Linked DNA regions of Pan troglodytes: regions 1 and 2 are each linked to region 3. The links are chromatin contacts, called in public Hi-C maps. All regions are on one chromosome and are shown on one strand. Each heading gives the region's core, a stretch centred on a gene start, on an enhancer-like site or on the middle of the called end of the contact. The rest is flanking DNA. Distances are from core to core; before and after follow the strand shown.

The links. Hi-C and Micro-C count contacts between places; a contact is called where the count stands out from the background.
Region 1: a contact with region 3 is called in a Hi-C map of induced pluripotent stem cells, with 2.4 times the contacts expected there. The contact joins the promoter of H4C12 here to the promoter of H2AC6 in region 3. A contact is called at or near these places in 1 of 7 Hi-C or Micro-C datasets (induced pluripotent stem cells) and 1 of 1 datasets of contacts at active chromatin or transcription factors (stem cell-derived excitatory neurons).
Region 2: a Hi-C map of stem cell-derived neural progenitor cells shows a contact between it and region 3, with 3 times the contacts expected there. The contact joins the promoter of LOC115945179 here to the promoter of H2AC6 in region 3. A contact is called at or near these places in 2 of 7 Hi-C or Micro-C datasets (induced pluripotent stem cells and stem cell-derived neural progenitor cells).

Annotation. Positions count from the first base shown.
Region 1 is chr5:33,838,198-33,840,897 of NHGRI_mPanTro3-v2.0_pri, forward strand. H4C12 (H4 clustered histone 12) reads right to left here and starts at 1,371. Exons shown (of 1, transcript NM_001374553.1): 1 at 886-1,371. The coding sequence starts at 1,330. The coding sequence ends at 920.
Region 2 is chr5:33,796,918-33,799,640 of NHGRI_mPanTro3-v2.0_pri, forward strand. LOC115945179 (histone H4) reads right to left here and starts at 1,261. Exons shown (of 1, transcript NM_001374554.1): 1 at 893-1,261. The coding sequence starts at 1,245. The coding sequence ends at 934.
Region 3 is chr5:32,091,146-32,094,103 of NHGRI_mPanTro3-v2.0_pri, forward strand. It overlaps H2AC6 (H2A clustered histone 6), which reads left to right and starts at 1,703. Exons shown (of 3, transcript XM_003311048.6): 1 at 1,703-2,279. The coding sequence starts at 1,763. The coding sequence ends at 2,155. H2BC4 (H2B clustered histone 4) reads right to left here and starts at 2,114. Exons shown (of 3, transcript XR_010157592.1): 1 at 1,046-2,114.

The DNA.
Region 1 (2,700 bases), core at 121-2,620, 1.7 Mb after region 3:
AGAGGCCCACTACCTAACACATGGCTTGCTAAACATTACATTGAAACAGAACAAAAGTGTCGAGCTTTTTGTCAAAACTGTTACTTGCATGGGGTACAATGGCAACTTTGTTACGTGCATATGCTCCAAGGTGGTCAAGTTACATGGGCTATACAAGAGCTAAATAGCTTACATTGTACCAACTAAGTAACTTATCATTCATTCTTTCCTCCCTTCTGAGTCCTTATTGTCTATTGTTCCACTCTCATGTGTGCAGTTTTCAGAGCCTGTTTTTTGTTTTTTGTATTTTTGAGGCGGAGTCTCGCTCTGTAGCCCAGGCTGGAGGGCAGTGGCGCGATCTCGGCTCACTGCAACCTCTGCCTGCCAGGTTCAAGCGATCCTCCTGCCTCAGCCTCCCGAGTAGCTGGGACTACAGGCGCGTGCCACCACGGCCGGCAGTCTTTTTTTTAGTGGACACGGGGGTTTCACCGTGTTAGCCAGGATGGTCTTGATCTCCTGACCTTGTGATCCGCCTGCCTCGGCCTCACAAGAGCCTGTGGACACTCATTGTGCTACTTGTTCCCTTCAGTAGGGGCAGGTAGATACGCAGGAGATACATTCCTCAAGGATAAAAACAGGAATACTTTTCAAAACTAAACTTCATCTGTAAAATTGACCCTATGACATGTCTTTTTTGAGTGATAATCCTTATCAGTAGGAGCAGGTTCTGTATGTGAAATTGATTTAGCATACCAACAGCCTGTGACCTGACTCCTGCATTATAGTGTGTTGAGCCACTACCACGTTTTGTCCACAGCTTGTATTTAACATGGAGCTAAGACACGTCTCAAAAGCTACAGCTTCCTTTTGGTGACAATTGAGGGGCTCTGAAAAGAGCCTTTTGGGGTTGGACAGACTTCTTGGGCTGATAGGAAAATATTTATGCCCTCTCCCCTCGGATGCGGCGCGCAAGCTGGATGTCTTTAGGCATAATAGTGACGCGCTTGGCGTGAATGGCGCACAGGTTGGTATCCTCAAATAGCCCCACCAGGTAGGCCTCGCAAGCCTCCTGCAGCGCCATCACCGCCGAGCTCTGGAAGCGCAGATCGGTCTTAAAGTCCTGTGCGATCTCCCGTACCAAGCGCTGAAAAGGTAGCTTCCGGATTAGCAGCTCGGTCGACTTCTGGTAGCGGCGGATCTCGCGCAGGGCCACGGTGCCGGGGCGGTAGCGGTGGGGCTTCTTGACGCCACCGGTGGCCGGAGCGCTCTTGCGAGCCGCCTTGGTGGCCAGCTGCTTGCGCGGCGCTTTGCCGCCGGTGGACTTGCGAGCAGTTTGCTTTGTTCGTGCCATGGCTAAGTAGACCTACCTACTCAACACAAACGAGAGAAAAAAACTGATCATCCCGTTATTTATAGCTGCCCTCGCGTTCTGATTGGACAGTAGACTGTGCCATGCCACGTCTCACACACGGAATTGGCTCCCAGTTTAATCTGCTAGTGAAAGGGAGACATTCCGCCTCTGTTTTGGGTCAAGAAACGTAAAATGGTTTTGCTAGCTAAAGAAAAACAAAAACGGAAACAAAAAAAAATCCCCCAAAAGTCTAGGATTTTTCATGCATCAAAATCCTGTTTAAATATAAGCTTGATAAATCTAAACTTGCCTTGCATTATTTTAATTACGAGGTGTCATTACTGATTTGACAAAAAGTTAAAGAACGTAAAGGAAAAGTGAAACTAGAGTAAATTTGTAAATGGAGGCATTGAAGGGGACATGAAATTCGAGCGTTGTGGTATGCCAGTATTTCTCAAATTTAAACGTACTTAATGTTTTAGAAGTTGGCCGACTTTTTCTGTAAAGGGCGATATTAAAGCATTTTGGGCGTTGCGGACCACAGTGTCAGTTACACAGCCCTCGCATTTGTAGCGGTAAAGTAATCGATACAAGATAAATGAGACCGGCTGTTTCACTATGACTTTTGCAAAAGCCAGAGAGGCGTTATAGATTTGGCCGTGTATCAGAGAAGCCGTCACTTTTAACCACTAAGTAATGCTGAAAGGGGCACCGAACCTCAAACTTCAGCGACTGCTTATGTGGAATCGCTGATTTGCCAAAACTGCCATACGTTTAAGTGTTCTTAAGAAATTAACTGTCTTTAGTCTACAGCTCTTTCACAGCCATAGAGGGTGCGGCCCTGGCGCTTGAGCGCGTAAACCACGTCCATGGCTGTGACTGTCTTGCGTTTGGCGTGCTCCGTGTAGGTAACTGCATCGCGGATTACATTCTCCAAAAACACTTTAAGAACTCCGCGTGTCTCCTCGTATATAAGGCCTGAGATGCGCTTAACGCCTCCACGCCGTGCCAGGCGTCGGATGGCGGGCTTGGTGATGCCCTGAATGTTGTCGCGCAAAACTTTGCGGTGGCGCTTAGCGCCTCCTTTGCCCAGACCCTTCCCGCCTTTGCCGCGCCCAGACATGTCTTGTACTAAACAAAATGCAACACTGCAAGCCTCGCAGCAGTAGTTTATATAGTAATAAATCGGACCTGATTGGGAACTCTCCACACCAGCTGCATCCGGTCGGCCGATTCACAGACCTTGCGCCCTGCCCACGACTTCAGGAAAAAATGGAAAGGGGGGTAGTTAAACTCCAGTTTCTAAAAATGATGCCCAGTTAAAAATTACTCAGCTCATCTTGCCCTTCTACAGTGTTTTAGGCTGACCA
Region 2 (2,723 bases), core at 11-2,510, 1.7 Mb after region 3:
TAAACCAATTAAATCAGAATCTCGGGTTGGATAACCTCAAATATGACTTATTAGCACTTCCCATTAATCACTGGTCCTTCAGGCCTTTAAGTTTACTTACTAGGAATCTCACTTTTAATACCATCTTATCAACTTCAGTTGTAAATAAGAGAACACTCAAAGGCTGAGGAATTCTCAGCTTTAGCTCTGCCCACGTTAAGTAACAAAGGATAAGTTAGTCTTTGTTGTGATCACTTTGTTGTACTGATAAGCTACGTATTTCTACTCAAGGATTCAAATTCTCACCTTTCTCAAGAATTGGGCCAAAACCGATAAACTAAACTTACTTACGGTCCACTGATTAAAGGTTGTTGCATAAGTTCTTGCTATGTTCAGCAGTTGGATTCACAGCGCCAGAAACCTATAACTGCTTGACTTTCCTCCCCAACTACACTGCGAAAATTGCCCCTTAAATGTAACTAACGCTAAAACCTCAAGAACAGTATCGTGGCCAGGCGTGGTGGCTCTCTACTGTAATACCAACATTAGGCATAGGCGAGGGGATTGAGGCCAGGATATCGAAACTAACCTGGGAAACACATGGAGACCCGGTCTTTGGAAAAATAATTAGCCTTGCGTGGTGGTGGGCGCGAGGTTCCGGCTAATCGGGAGGCTACAGTGAGCCATGATGACACTGCACTACAGTCTGCGCGACGGCCCATGTCAGTAAGCCCTGGAGCACCTGAAACAAGTTGTGTTGGGTATTTTATTTACTGGAGAGCGATTAGTGACTGATGCCTACTTACAGCGACTAGAGACGCATGCTCCGATAGCAGCACAAACTCAGCAGGCGCTAACAAATGGTAAAGAGAAACCGGGCAAACAAGCATCACGGCTCCTCAGCTGAGAAAGTGGGGGCCCTGAAAAGGGCCTTTTGTTGATAGAAAAGGACGCTCAACCACCGAAACCGTAGAGGGTGCGGCCCTGGCGCTTGAGCGCGTAGACCACATCCATGGCGGTGACCGTCTTGCGCTTGGCGTGCTCTGTATAGGTCACGGCGTCCCGGATCACGTTCTCCAGGAACACCTTCAGCACCCCGCGAGTCTCCTCGTAGATGAGGCCGGAGATGCGCTTCACGCCGCCGCGGCGAGCAAGGCGCCGGATAGCCGGCTTGGTGATGCCCTGGATATTGTCGCGCAATACTTTACGATGGCGCTTAGCGCCGCCTTTGCCAAGACCCTTCCCGCCTTTGCCGCGGCCAGACATGATGAGCAAGAGGAGTCTCACCCAACGCTTTGTGAGGACTCTGGCCTGAGGCAGCGCCTTTATACGACAGTTGGCGGACCGAACTGAGAACCTGAAAGAAGTCGGCGGGAAGTCCCGCCCCGGTGGGGGAGGGGAAATCTAAAGGGCCAAACCGAAATAGGGGGGGAAAAAAAGCTAGCTTCTTGTTTCCGTGTTCTGAATTTTGTAATGTGCAAAGTATTTTGTTACCACGTTATGAGGCTTTAAAAAATTGCTTTTGAACGCAGAAGATATACATCAATACTGTGGGAAATACAAGAAAGGACAAGAAATTAAGAAACTACAATCTGTTATCCCATCACACAGGCTAGTTAATAATGTATTTTGCAGAGCAGTTGCACATATTTTTCCAAGAAAATGTATACGGTGTTGTATATGGAGTTTTGTAACCTCCTTATATTGATTATAATTTAACCAATTTCTATTAAAGAGATAAAAGTGATGTTTTGGTGTCTATGTTTCTTAGGAATTATCAATAGTTTTAATCAGTTCCCCAGCAATTTTTTAATCGGCTGTATTTTAAAAATAATGTTTTCCACATTCAACATAAATTTACTTTTTCTCTATACTTGGGACCAATATTGAAATTTATGATTTTATTACACCAAAATTTAAATTTTTATTACATTATTTAAAATTGTATTAGAGGTCTCATGATTTGGTACTACGGGTCTCCGCATTATTTCCTTTCCAAATTTCCTAATCTGTTTCACCAAGGTTTCTGGACAACTTTAGAGACCTTTTGTGAAGTCTGAATAAAATCTCTTCGAAATTTTGATAATTGCGTTAGCTTTAGGACTTAATTGGAATAGAATTAAAATCCTTAAAACAAGTTCTTATAACTAGAAAATTGGTGTTTGTAGGTTTTGTGTGTGGGGATTTTTTTTTTTTTTGGATGGAGTCTCGCTCTGTCGTCAGGCCGGAGGGCAGTGGTGCAATCTCGGCTCACTGCAACCTCCACCTCCCGGGTTCAAGTGATTCTCATGCCTCAACCTCCGGATTAGCGCGGACTACAGGCATGCGCCACCACGCCCAGCTAATTTTTTGTATTTTTAGTGAAGACCAGGTTTCACCATGTTGGACAGGATGCTCTTGATCTCTTGACATCGTGATCCGCCCGCCTCAGCCTCCCAAAGTGCTGGGATTACAGGCGTGAGCCGCTTCGCTTGGACGCTTGTAGGTTTTTAAAAAGACACTGTATATGACCCAACTAAAGATTTGTTATCAACCATTATGGAGCAACTTTGATTCCGTATATTAGATTTTCTTTCTTATTAATAAATACAGGGTTATACTCTGAATTTTTTTTTTTTTTTTTTTTTTTTTTTTTTTTTTTTTTTTTTTTTTGTGGAGACGGAGTCTCGCCCTTTCGCTCAGGCTGGAGTGCAATGGCCCAATCTTGGTTCACTGCAACCTCCACCTCCCGGGTTCAAGCGATT
Region 3 (2,958 bases), core at 453-2,952:
CATGAGTAAAATACTTAAGGGAATGTGGAATTTCCCAGGCCACAAAGCGGCCTGCAGTTGTCTAGGAAGGGAGGGTCCTCTAGGAGACACAGTGTATGTGCTAAGTTTAATGGCGTCTCCTCTTCATTCTCCCACCCAGCGCCTAGTCCTTACTGGCCTTCAGTTCAGTGTTCGAAGGCTTGTCAATTTACCCAGCAGTTAAGAGTTGGCTTCTCCTAAAGCAACTTTCAAACTTTTCTGCATGTTACAAGCCCCCTACGGAGATTTTAAGTTTCAATCAGGCAACACACCATTTATGGCTGACTGAGCACTGGGATTCAAGCAAAATTTGATTTGATTTGAATCTTGAATAAACCAGTTGAATAGAATAAGATGTATGAAGCAACATCTGGCGCAGTGCTTACATCTTTAGTTCTGTACTGCCTTAGTGTTGTTATCAAAACTGACGCATATTAGGTTAAAAGACTATTACCGGGGCAGTTGGAAACCCAGGAGACACACCCTTCAGTATACTACGAAGGTGTGCGCCACTAAAACAGAGGGGGTGTCCTTCCTTAGGCAGTTACTGCCCAGGTTCCCACTCCGGTCCGCTATGTAAATCAGAGTCTCAAAACAGCTTTCCCACGATTGGTTAATATTTAAAATGACAGGACAGCCTATTGGCTAGAAGCTGGTGGCGAAATTATGACATTACGGCAACCGTTGATCCTGGCGACGTAGACAGGGACAGACAGCTGGGTCTGAAACCTAAGCGAGCTTGAGGTTATTTCCGGGAACGCCGAGTTAGCAAAATGGCCGCTTGTCTCCATTTTAAATTTAAGCACAACGAATTGACCCCAAACCCATTTTTAATGGCTGGCTTCTTTCGGGTTCAGGACCCTTTGTCCCTCTCTAAGCTGCAACATTTGTCCCCACCCCTCTCCAGTCCCTACATTCTAATACCCCTCCGCCGCCAAATAAAATTTGGCGTCTGGCCACAGCTCGTTTAGTGGGTATGTGGGTGGCTCTTAAAAGAGCCTTTGGGGTTAGGTGTTAAGACGCTTACTTGGAATGTTTACTTGGAGCTGGTGTACTTGGTGACCGCCTTGGTGCCCTCCGACACAGCGTGCTTGGCCAGCTCTCCGGGAAGCAGCAGGCGCACGGCCGTCTGGATCTCCCTGGAGGTGATGGTCGAGCGCTTGTTGTAATGCGCCAGGCGGGAAGCCTCGCCCGCGATGCGCTCAAATATGTCGTTAACGAAAGAATTCATGATGCCCATGGCCTTAGAAGAGATGCCAGTGTCGGGATGGACCTGCTTCAGCACCTTGTACACGTACACAGAGTAACTCTCCTTGCGGCTGCGCTTGCGCTTCTTGCCATCTTTCTTCTGCGCTTTGGTCACCGCCTTCTTGGAGCCCTTCTTCGGGGCGGGAGCAGACTTGGCTGGCTCAGGCATCTTAAAACACCAGAAATGTGTCGAAAGTAAAGAGCAGATTTCTGCTACTTATAGGGCTTTTATGCTAATGAGGGATGGAGAGTACCTCTTAGTTAATTGGAAGACAAACTGCAGAGTTGTCATCCGTGGGCAGAGCTATGCAAATGAGGTATGAAAGTACAGCTTTTCTATTGGCTATCTGACTAGCATTTGCTACCGACCAATCAAAAAGTCGGATTTACTCCCCAGGAACTACCTATAAAAGCAGCCATGTTTTACATATTTCTTGATTTTGTTTGTTTTCTCGTGAGCTTAGGCCGCTGGTTTTGGTAATTTTGTCTGATTGCAATGTCTGGACGTGGTAAGCAGGGAGGCAAAGCTCGCGCCAAAGCGAAATCCCGCTCTTCTCGCGCTGGTCTCCAGTTCCCGGTGGGCCGAGTGCACCGCCTGCTCCGCAAAGGCAACTACGCAGAGCGGGTTGGGGCAGGCGCGCCGGTGTACCTGGCGGCGGTGTTAGAGTACCTGACCGCCGAGATCCTGGAGCTGGCCGGCAACGCGGCTCGCGACAACAAGAAGACTCGCATCATCCCGCGCCACTTGCAGCTGGCCATCCGCAACGACGAGGAGCTCAACAAACTGCTAGGCCGGGTGACCATTGCTCAGGGCGGCGTCCTTCCTAACATCCAGGCCGTGCTTCTGCCTAAGAAGACCGAGAGTCACCACAAGGCCAAGGGCAAGTGATTTGACAGGCATCTGAGCTCCCGGAAACGCTATCAAACCCAAAGGCTCTTTTCAGAGCCCCCCTACCGTTTCAAAGGAAGAGCTAACCTCACTGCTTGTAGGTAGAAGGAAAAAAGGTACTAAGGTAAGTTAATTTTATGCCAACCTTGAGCAAAGCGTATTACTGCTTTTCGGTTTTTGGGGAGCTCTGTTACTAAAGGTTGGTCTGTTTGTATGTAATAGTAGGTCAGTTACGTACTATCATACTCTAAGGAAATATTCTAGTTAATGCTTTGTAAGATCGACCATAGTTAGTGCCTAACAGTTTACATGCAGGGATGCCTCGTGATCTAAAAACTTCCTTGTGATTACTTTAAAAATGTAAATTGAAGGCAAAACTCTAACGTGTTGGTAACCTTGTTTGGTCCTCCGACTAGTCCCCCGTCTATTTTTTTCTCAATTTAGGCTGTAGGCAGCCTCACTTTCCTAATTCTGTGAGAGTTACAGGTTCCATTCCTGCTAAAGTGCAGAGTATATTACCTAAAAGTTAACCAAGGAGTTGAAAGGTGTCTGTAAAAAACAGACTAATGTCCCTAATGTAGAACGGTGCCTGACATGCAACTTACTCTTGTATTTTAAGAAGCTCAAGCGTCTAGGTTGCCATTACAGGCAGAAAAGGAAATAGAGTGGGGCCTGTGGCCACTCAAAAACCTTTGCTTTCTGCTCACCCCTCTAATCGTACCACTTTGGGAGGCCGAGGGGGCTGATCACCTGAGGTCACGACTTCGACACTAACCTGGCCAACATGGTGAAACACCTCTCTA